Regions from separate parts of the Mus musculus genome. Here regions 2 and 3 are each linked to region 1. The links are chromatin contacts, called in public HiChIP or PLAC-seq maps. All regions are on one chromosome and are shown on one strand. Each heading gives the region's core, a stretch centred on a gene start, on an enhancer-like site or on the middle of the called end of the contact. The rest is flanking DNA. Distances are from core to core; before and after follow the strand shown.

Region 1 (3,301 bases), core at 384-2,883:
GGTCACTCATGACCACCTAGGGTCAACTGCCACATATCCTATGTCAGTCGTTCTCAATCTTCCTAATGCTGCAGACTTTAATGCAGTTCTTGTGTTGTGACCCCCCAATTATAAAATTATTTTCGCCACTCTTTCATAATTGTAATTTTGCTAGTTATGAATCGTAATGTAAATATCTGATATGCAGGAACTCTGATATGCAGCCCCAAAGGGGTTGCGACACACAGCTTGAGAACAGCTGCCCTTTGTGACGTGCCTGTAAGTAGCCAACCCACAATTAGTGATTATCCTTAGGAAATGGCTCACTTACCACAAATAAGGCAGGCATGTGAGATTACTCAGATGGCTTTGTTGACATAGCAGCCTCAGCTCAGCTAGAAGCCTAACCCCATCTATCCCTTTCACTGAAGTCAGGACTACACTATGTGCTCAGAGTTACTCAGACTCTTGCCTCAGCATTTCTGTAATGCTGCATGTACCCACAATACCTGACCATGAGGTGTACCAGAGATTCCAGGCTATTCACCTAGTAGGAGGGTCGAACTCAAGGCCTGATCCTCCCTGAGCCAGTTCTCTTGTTCTCTTAGGATGTACATCATGGGAATGGGACCCAGCAGGCCTTCTACAATGACCCCAATGTTCTCTACATGTCCCTGCACCGCTATGACGATGGGAACTTCTTCCCAGGAAGTGGAGCACCAGATGAGGTATGTGGAGTGTATGAAACTTTGTGAGTATCTGGAGGAGAACAAGCTATCTTGGAGCCAGATACCACAGCTACCAAGAGAACCAGGCAGGTGCAGGCCCTGCATCTGCCACAGAAGTAGTATTTCACACTTGTTACAGCTCAGGTTGCCCTGCCAGAAATGCTAGCCTGGATTATCCTGTGCATGATTTAGGCCAGAATTTTTTCTAGTTTAGTGGGAATCTGCACACCAAATCTGGTTACATTCAGAGTGAGCAAAGCACACACTAAGGGAGGTTGCTGAGCTGCTCCCCAGGACTCCTGCTTCTCTACCTTGTGATGATACTCCCAGCCACTGTGGTTAGGGGGCATCTTTAAGCAGCATGCCCAGGGACACAGAGCTTGCCCCTGAAGATGGTCCCACAGTAGAGTCACTTTTGTCTTTCAGTGATTCCTCCTAGTTCAGGGCCTGTAGATAACTGCAGCCCTGTGAAAACTGTACCGCTGACGACAGTGCCTGGCACTGGTAGCCAGCTTCACTGGTGAGCTCACACACATATGCACGGGACATGTAGCTATCCCTGTGGGCACGCCAGTCCAATCCACCCTAGTTCAAGTGTTGGTTGTGCCAGGTATTCTCTTGAGTTGGTGACAGTTTCTCTCCTTGTGGCCGCAGGTGGGCACAGGGCCAGGCGTGGGTTTCAATGTCAACATGGCTTTCACGGGTGGCCTCGAACCCCCCATGGGAGACGCTGAGTACTTGGCAGCCTTCAGGTGAGTACCCCACTGTCCAACCACAGAGGCTGGTTCTTCTGAGTCCAGGGCAGCCAAGTCATCTGGAGACTCTGGAGTTAATTGTTGTACTGCCTCACTTCTCTTAGGAGTTCCCTTTTCTGAGAGCCTGTTGAGTCCCAGTGGTAAGATGGGGAGGTGATAGAAGGGGAAGTTTTCTGCTGTGCTAGAAAGTATTCATGAGTCACTGAAAACTGAGGATGTAAAGATCTCATTCCCTGCTCATTATTCCACAAACCCTTTGTAAAAGGAAAGTGGAACTGAATGAAGGAGAGCGATAGCTCACACTACATCGTCTGTGCTGATCTGGTCCCTCACACTGGCTGCTTTTTACAAAGTACTGACTTCCATCCTCCACAGTTCTTTTTATTACCATCAGGCCAGACTGCAGCCAACAGTGGATGGCTGGGCCCCGCTTTCTTCCTGTGTTACTGTGGCAGCTTTCCCCAGCCATTGTGCACTGTGGAGGCTCCAGACGAGTTAGCCATAGCCCAGGAGTAGTTCCTGGGCCTGCATGGCCCGTGGGGGGCCTTGGGTCTCAAAATGCACTTTTTTTTTGTATTATGGATAAGAACATCAACGGACCTCCAAGGGTCTTCTCTGCCTCTTCTGTAATTCTGGGGTCATGTCTTGACCTCTATACATATGAAGTACATATGTACAGGCAGGTGCCTTGTGTGTGTGTGTAGATATATGTACATGTGTCTATGTGATTCTGAGTGGTACTATGTATATGTCTTTATCTCTCTCTCTCCCTCCCTCTCCCCCCCCCCCCGCCCCGTGTGTCTGTGTGTCTGTGTGTGTCCCTGTATATGCCTATTGCTGTGTGTTTATATGCTTATTCCGTAAGACATAGATCTCTGGAGGTTTGAGCAAGTGTGTGTGCATGTATGCAAGTGTATATGCCCCTAGTCAGTGAGATGTGTCCGTAAAGTTTATATAGACCTGCCATGTGCTCTTTAGCTGTGGAGCCAGTCTCAGGGCACTTCCCAGCATCTGCTTGCTCATTTTGAAGTAGGTTTTCAGTCCCACTTCTCATTGGACAGGTGGTTGGGATCCAGTATGGTAGAGTCCTGGCCGAGTGGGTGAGAGTTGACTGGCTCATCAGTAGTTCCTAGAAGTGACATATCTCATTTGACACGATTACAAAGGTCTGCTGTTCAGCTGTTGGCTAGGTGCAGGCAGGGATCGCTCAGGCCTTAGAAGCTTCATGCTGCCTATGACCTGCTCCTCTCCTCTTATACCTTTGGTTGAACCACATTGATCTGTGCTCACCTCACTTACAACCCTCCCCTAAACACTAGAAAGTCCATGGAAGCTGAGCCTGAGAGCCAGGACTGTCATGCACTCGCCCAATAGCACTGAAGCCTGGCTCTCTCCTCAGCACTGGAGATATGATTTATCCGTGGTAAGAGAGAAAGTCATTGCCCAGTAAGCGGCCTTTATTTCTGAGTGGATGCTGTTTGCAGGTCAGGGCCTGTGAAGGCCTCATGGTGGCTATGGTACAGAAAGAAGATAATACTCTTGATGACAATAAATGGATACCCTCCACTCATCAGTCCTTACAGCTGAGTGACTGGGCCGGCCCTCATCCCCCAGGCCTTGTGCTTCACAGGGGGAATTTCTTGAGTGTGCCTGCAGTTCTGTGGTCCTGGGCCCCAAGTCTGATCCCTGGTGTCCCTGGCCAGGTATGTGCAGTGTCTGAACTTCCTGGCCGGCCTTTGAGGTGAGCCTTCCTTCCTCACCCTGACATCTGTTCTAGTGTTTGGAAAGTGTATGAATGATAACCCCTTATTGAGAGCGCCTTCTAAAGCTTCAATCGCT
Region 2 (3,301 bases), core at 599-3,098, 440 kb before region 1:
AAGGAGGGATGGAGCAGGCTGGGGCACTAGGTGAAAAGATACTGTATCCTTTTTGACTCACAGGTCTTTAAAGCAAGCACCAGATGCTCTTGCATCCCCCAGGGACCTCTCTGCAAACCCAGCATCCTGGCTGGAAGGCTGGGGTCTGCCCTTTCTCCATCCTACCCAGTCTCCTCCAACTCTTGCTACCGCTCAGCCAATTCCGTTTTCATCTTAGTCTGTCACGTCGTTCCCTCACGCTCCATCTCTTTTCAGGGTTCCCTGAGTTCTACTGAGAGCACGAAGCAGGAGCAGATGCTTCCGAAAATCGCCTTCATCCTGTCGTGAGCAGTGAGCATACCATCCACGTACGTACACAGAAACAGACAGACAGACACACAAAGTGAGCCGCCCTCTGCATGGTCTCGGTGGTTGCACTTGAGAATCGTGTCCTCAGGCGGGGCTGGCAGATTCTGCTCCTCTTGGCTATCCTGGCTACAGAGAACTCCATTTCTTGTGAAGGGCCTCCGTGGTTTATCTACAGAAGGTAAAGGGCCTCTAGCCTGAAGCGGGACAGACAACCCCATCCTTCAGCCATCCCATCAGGAGGAATGAGATCACTTCTCATTCACCAAGGCTTGCCATTCTTCTCCTGTCAGGATCGTGACCAAGGCTTGAGAGGTCACACCTGAACTGAACATGAGTGGAGTCCCTGGTTCTCTCTCACAGCTTGCTTCTTCTCAGAGCCACTGGCTCTCCCTATAATAACTTTAGTAGGGGTAAAGGAAGTGAACTGGCTGTCCAGGGTACTCACACAGGGACAGCCTCCGCCCCAGCCTTCCAGCCCCCTGGTCTTGGCTGACCTCATGGAGGAAGCAGATGCACACGTCAGTCAGCTCCATTTCCTGAATGAGGAACTGGCCCTGCAAGAATTCAGTGCTGCGTTGCACTGGCAGTGAAGAGTTAACCAGGAGACTTGAGGAGCAGTGCACACTGTGCTCTCCAGCCAGTTGGGAGGCTCAGACTTGGGCTTCTATCTAGGAGCAACTTCCCAATGAAAACTCAAGCTGTAGACAAAGCTAGGCAAAGGTGCCCCATGCCTGGTCATCTGTCAGCTCCAGCTGGGCTGGGAAGCAGCTCGGTCATCCAGAACAGGTCAAAATTCTGACTCTGTAGTGGTTTGAATATGGTTGGCCCAGGGAGTGGCACTATTAGGAGGTGTGGCCTTGTTGGAGTAGGTATGGCCTTGTTGGAGGAAGTATGTCACCGTGAGGGAGGGCAATGAGACCCTCCTCCTAACCACATGGGAGCCAATCTTCCACTAGCAGGCTTCAGATGAAGGTGAACGCTCAGCTCTGCCTGCACCATGCCTGTCTAAATGCTGCTATGCTCCTGCCTTGATGATAATGGACTGAACCTCTGAACCTGTAAGCCAGCCCCAGTTAAATGAGTTGCCTTGGTCATGGTGTCTGTTCACAGCAATGAAACCCAAATTAAGACACTGCTCCATCATTCAAAGCTTATGGCCTCTTGCTTGGCTTCAGAAGTGATGGCACAACACCAAAGCTGAGGGTCTTTCTTTAGTAGAAAATTAGAGACTGGATCCTCTAAGACAATACCAGTTATATCTGTACTCACCACAGAGATTTGGGGCAGAAGTTGATAAAGTCAATTGTCTACTTAGAAACTTAAAGAATGAAGAGAAAGAAGCGAGGCAGACCTTGTTCTCGGCATATTTGAAACACTTTATTACATATAATTTCAAGCATGCAGAATGCTATCACAGACCCTCAGGCATCCTGGTCCTGGTGTAGAGCTTGACACAGGGCCAGTCTTCTCCTTTCTGCATTTCTCCTTCTCATGAGTCTTCCTTCCTCTGTATCCCTCAGAAACAACCAAGTCATGTGACATCTACTGCAAATGCCTCCATGTGTATGTCTAAAAATAAAGACTTGTATTTTTAGACATGATAATGGGTTTTCAGACAGTCACAAATCCTAACATCGTCAGCCACAGGTTGGTTCTGTTCCTCGGTGTCTCCCGAGTGCTGATTCACTCCGAATCTGAGGGTGCTGAGTGTGACGGGTGACACTCTAAGTCTCCTTCAATCTGCCGGTTTCCCTGTTTGCATTTTTTTTTCCTTTGCAACCAGTTTGGGAGAGAGAGAGAGAGAAAACCCAATATTCTCTTTATGTTTTCATCATTGTGTTTTGAGTTAAGAAGAGAGAAAGTAAAGAAGTCTCAGTCAGACTCACTCCTGATGCTTGATGAATGTGGCTCAGCACGCAGGCGTGCGTGTGTGTGTGTGTGTGTGTGTGTGTGTGTGTGTGTGTGTGTTACCATTTTAGTCTCCCAGATGTCAATCTTGGTGGTAAACACCTTTGTACCCACTGATTCATCTCACCAGCCCGTGGCTGGCACTGGCATCGTGGCTCCATGGGCAGGACAGGGTTACTCATCTAAAGTTACCCTTCAAGGGTCACAGGGCACATGTCTGTCCCCTCGAACTCTGGGAGTGGCACAGTAACAGGCTAACTGCTTCTTTAATCCAGCTCTCCTGTCTTACGAAGAAGAGCTGTCAGGAGATGCTTGCGTTAGTTATCATTGCTGGGAAGAAAGGAGGGGGGTGCAGTCCATGTTTGTCTCTCAGCTGTGCATTTGCCAGCAATGGGCAGTCAAGAGGAAGAGTCTTCCCCTGGGAGTTAACTGCTGCCATAAATGTCCCTGACAGCCATTGCTGAAGCCTTTGATAAACACACTTAAAATTGCTGAAGGGCACCGACTATCAAAGTGAAACCAAGGGATCAAGATTCTGGACCGAGCTGCTGAAGAAACAGCTCAGCAGTCAAGAGCACTTCCTGCTTGTCTCAAGAACCTGGGTTCAGTTCCCAGCACCTACATGGAGACTCGCAACTGCTCATGACTACAGATCCTGGGGATCTAATGCCTCTGACCTCTGAGGTACCAGAAAATACATGGATAACAGGCATAGAGTAAAAAGGTTTTGTGGCAGATCGTTTTTAAAAAGCACAACAGGGGCTGACAAGATAGCTTAGAAGGTAAGGTGCATGCTCCAAGTCTGATGATCTACATCCAATTCATGGGACCTGCATGGTGGAAGGAGAGAACCAACTACCCACAGTTGTCCTCTGACCTCAAGTGTACCATGGCATGCATACAACCACTCATCAACACCTCTGTACCCCCCCCCCCACACACACACAGAGTAAATAAATACAAAAGAGTAAGTTCAACATATATGCAATCAGAGCCCTGGGGAGGAGATAGGGCAGGGAGATTAATCGAACAAAGCAGTATGAAT
Region 3 (3,301 bases), core at 521-3,020, 300 kb before region 1:
AGTATAAGGAGCCGAGGAAGAAGCTGGGCAATACGGGAAGAGGGGGTCCTGTCTGTCAGCTCATCTGCAGAAAATGAAGACAAAAGTCTCCACTTGGCAGCTGGAAATGAGACTCACTCCTGTTGGTATAGTCTTTACTTCAGACCACATCGTAATCAATTTGCATACATTGACTTATTTAATGAGGTAGTATTTTTGCTAAACTTGGGAGGTTTTAAATTGTATTAACAATTAATGCTATTAACAGTTCTCAGAGGCCTGATAGTGTGAGCTCCAGAAATCGCATTAGGTTCTTCAGCATGGGTGCGTTCTGCAGTGTAAGTACATTCCTGTGACTGTGATCCACTGTGTGGGTGCGTTCTGGGACATGAGTGCATTCCCATGGGTGCCCTCTGCAGCATGGGAACACCCTGCGTGAAGTATGAGTGCTTAGGCATAGAGATGTCTCTGTTGATGCCTTGGCACCCAGACCACCACCCCAGGGTCTGAGAGGCCTCACAGCCTCTAATTGCTCCTTTATGGTTTCCTGCAGTCACAATGGCCTCCTCTGACCCACAGACTCCCCATTGTCTCCTGTTCTTCTCCTTGGAGACTTAAGAACCTAGCGGAGACCAGGAAAGAGGCCCAGCCCCATGAGTGACTCGTGTCTGTCAGCTCATCCCTTGCACAGAGATTAATGGTAGGGAACTGCTGCAGTGTGGACAGCCAGTCCATGAGTCAGCCAAGTGCATTCCTCTCCATCCCTCCCCTCCCTCTGAGTCTTGCCTCTAGGAACAAACTCCTTGTGTGCACGGGGAGACCACCAGGTACACGCTGGCCCCCTGCCTCTCCTGACCAGATAGTACCAGCCCTTGTGTGTGTGTGTGTGTGTGTGTGTGTGCGCACGAGTGTGCTTGTGTCTGTGCCTGTGTACATGTGTAATTCTGAACAGGGTGAGGTATATTCACCACACCTAACCATGAAGCAGAAATACCTGGCAAAGGAGAAGAAATGGGCGATAAAACACCTCCAGACACAGCCGACCTCTCAGATAAAAATGTATAGCACACAGGCAACCACCTGCCAGCCTTGAGGGAGGCCAGCTCCTGCCTCAGGTTCCTGGAAGGAAGCTATGTCCTCCAGGGCTCACTGGGACCAGGAATCCCAACGGTAGTTGTGACCATCCATTCTCATACCATGGGATGCACATCACACTGGACCAGAGTGATTTCTCAAAGCTGAACAGGGTTAAGCAGGTGGGTTGATCTGTCTAGGGGAGGCATGGGGTGACAGGATGGGTCATGAATCTTGTCAGGAAAAACTAATATAGCATAGGTGTTACTTGACACTCTCTGATGAGAGGTCTGGTGGGAATCCTTAGGCTCGCTCCCAATGGGAAATGACAGGGCAGTGTGGCACCACAGTCCTGCTCAAGCTGGCCTATCCAGAGGTTTGAGGGCATCCAGGGAGAAAGGAGAAGCTCAACCTCAGTACCACACAGCAGCTATTAGCCGTAAACTGTGAGATGGGCTCCCTTCCCAGCCCCACAAGCCTCTGCGCATTCCTCCCACACCTTGGAAGCACAGTTTGGGGGGAGGGGCTCCTGTGGGAGGAGCAAGGGCTGTGTGGCTGTGTGGGGAGGGCCTCAGTGGCTAAGGAAGCATTGTTTCTGAGCATGTGTGTCTGGGATGGGTGTTGGAGGAGATGGATGAGTAAGAATGGATGGGGAAGACCTGCCCTGTGGTAACATGAGCACGCATGCACACACACACACACACACACACACACACACACTCCACCCATAGAATTCTCCCTCACTTTCTCTTCCTCTTTCTCCACCACCCCATGTCCTCTCCTCTCTCCTCCCTCTGTCTCGCCTCTCTTTTCCTCCTCCCTCCTTGGACACCAGAATTCTAAGTACTTGGCTTTCAAATGCTAGGACATGGACCAGCTCGGCCACGGGCCGAGGGGTCTGGAGTAGCCTGCTGGTTCCCTGCAACGTAGACCACAGGTGCTTGGAAACTACTCTAGCAGGAGAATGATGGAACTGCTATTGCTGCCTTCCTTGCTGAGCCAGACATAGCCAGGGACACGCGGCAGGCATCCCAGTACCCAGCAGCCACAGCCTGCCAACCAACTGTCCCCAGCCTTCACCCAGTTCCAGGAGCAGGCCATCCCACCTGGGCAACAGTGAGACTCAGTTCTGAGGCTGGGACTCAGAATGAGGGCTATACTGCTGCTATGCCTCCTTCTCAGATCCTGCCTTCCGGGTAGACACCTGCTCTTGACCCTTCCCCTCCTGATGCTTTCCACTGGTGTAGCAGTAAGCTGCGTGAATGCTGAGCCTGGTCACCTCCACCCCTTTCCTCTAACACTGCCAATGCACAGTGAATAAGCCAGGGTGCCCTGAGAGAGGCCAGCCCCTGCCTCAGGACCCTGGAGGAAAGCCTCTGGCAATCCATCAGTCCACGCTCCCGTTTTACCATTGGGGGTGGGGGTCCAGCTGTGAGCCAGGCAGATGGTCTATGCCCACAATGGCTAGAATTCTGGAAGAGAGACAAAGTCTTTCTCATACAGGAGAAGGACCACTACACTAGCAGCTTGGCCTGTTCTTTTTGATGCTGGTCTTGGCCCCTCCTGCACCTCAGCTTAAATCAGTCCTTCTCAATGCAAACCTTTGAGTTGGCCTTAATGGGGGTCAGATCCCAGAGGAAGTGGCCAGTACAACTACTCTAGGTATATTCTGGCAGAGGCTGGTCTCCCAGGTGTCTAAGTATGGGTGTATACTAATAAAAGCCTGTCTTTTGTCAGAAAGAGAAAAGGCAAGATGGTAGCTATGTTGCCTCTCAGTGGCTGTTCTGGCAGCCAGATCCCTCGGTGTCTCAACCAGTGGACTTCTTGAGCTCCCTGTGGGACAAACCCATGGCCAGGAAAGTCCCAGGATGAATGGAGAAGAATAAGATGCTAACATCCAGGGTCCCAGATGGAGAGAAGCCACTTCAAGCGCTTGAGGACAAGGGAAGGTAGACACCAGGAGAATCCTTTGGGCTTGGGGAATGGGAAAGACGCCCTACAAGTATGGGTGAGTAAGTCCATTTTGTGCAGCATGTGATAGGAAGCCAGCAGAGGTCATCAGCCATGAGCCTGTCCCACAGGCTGTGAGGTGTGGGCATCCATCCCATCTCATGCCTACTTCAAGCCACTCGGACAGTACAGGTCAATCCCTAGTTAGAGCTGTGTTTATCTTAGCCAGAGCATCTTCTCTTCACACCACCTCAGTTCAAACCCAGAAGCAGCTGTAAGGATCTGTATGCGTCTGTGC

The links. HiChIP or PLAC-seq counts read pairs in DNA pulled down with a chosen protein or histone mark.
Region 2: a contact with region 1 is called in an H3K4me3 HiChIP or PLAC-seq map of bone marrow-derived macrophages, with 5 times the contacts expected there. The contact joins two enhancer-like sites. A contact is called at or near these places in 1 of 15 datasets of contacts at CTCF or cohesin (large pre-B cells), 2 of 484 Hi-C or Micro-C datasets (bone marrow-derived macrophages and cerebral cortex), 5 of 115 datasets of contacts at active chromatin or transcription factors (bone marrow-derived macrophages, embryonic basal ganglia and embryonic stem cells) and 2 of 9 other capture datasets (embryonic stem cells and embryonic trunk).
Region 3: a contact with region 1 is called in an H3K4me3 HiChIP or PLAC-seq map of bone marrow-derived macrophages, with 3 times the contacts expected there. The contact joins two enhancer-like sites. A contact is called at or near these places in 1 of 15 datasets of contacts at CTCF or cohesin (large pre-B cells), 1 of 484 Hi-C or Micro-C datasets (the HPC-7 cell line), 1 of 115 datasets of contacts at active chromatin or transcription factors (bone marrow-derived macrophages) and 3 of 9 other capture datasets (embryonic stem cells, embryonic tail and embryonic trunk).

The regions. Positions count from the first base shown.
Region 1 is chr1:91,953,448-91,956,748 of GRCm38.p6, reverse strand. Hdac4 (histone deacetylase 4) reads left to right here. Exons shown (of 27, transcript NM_207225.2): 21 at 588-707; 22 at 1,362-1,459. Among named protein-coding and RNA genes, the nearest start is that of Gm46242, 75 kb to the right of the region's middle. Within about 2 kb of position 1,633, at least 46 of the 459 cell types and tissues checked have an H3K27ac peak or open chromatin away from gene starts, as enhancers often do. A contact at or near this core is called in bone marrow-derived macrophages, where this site is marked.
Region 2 is chr1:92,392,033-92,395,333 of GRCm38.p6, reverse strand. It overlaps Gm35992 (a long non-coding RNA gene), which reads right to left. Exons shown (of 3, transcript XR_387273.1): 3 at 1,714-1,917. Among named protein-coding and RNA genes, the nearest start is that of Gm35992, 14 kb to the right of the region's middle. Within about 2 kb of position 1,848, at least 15 of the 459 cell types and tissues checked have an H3K27ac peak or open chromatin away from gene starts, as enhancers often do. A contact at or near this core is called in bone marrow-derived macrophages, where this site is marked.
Region 3 is chr1:92,249,535-92,252,835 of GRCm38.p6, reverse strand. No RefSeq gene overlaps it. Among named protein-coding and RNA genes, the nearest start is that of Hdac4, 71 kb to the right of the region's middle. Within about 2 kb of position 1,770, at least 19 of the 459 cell types and tissues checked have an H3K27ac peak or open chromatin away from gene starts, as enhancers often do. A contact at or near this core is called in bone marrow-derived macrophages, where this site is marked.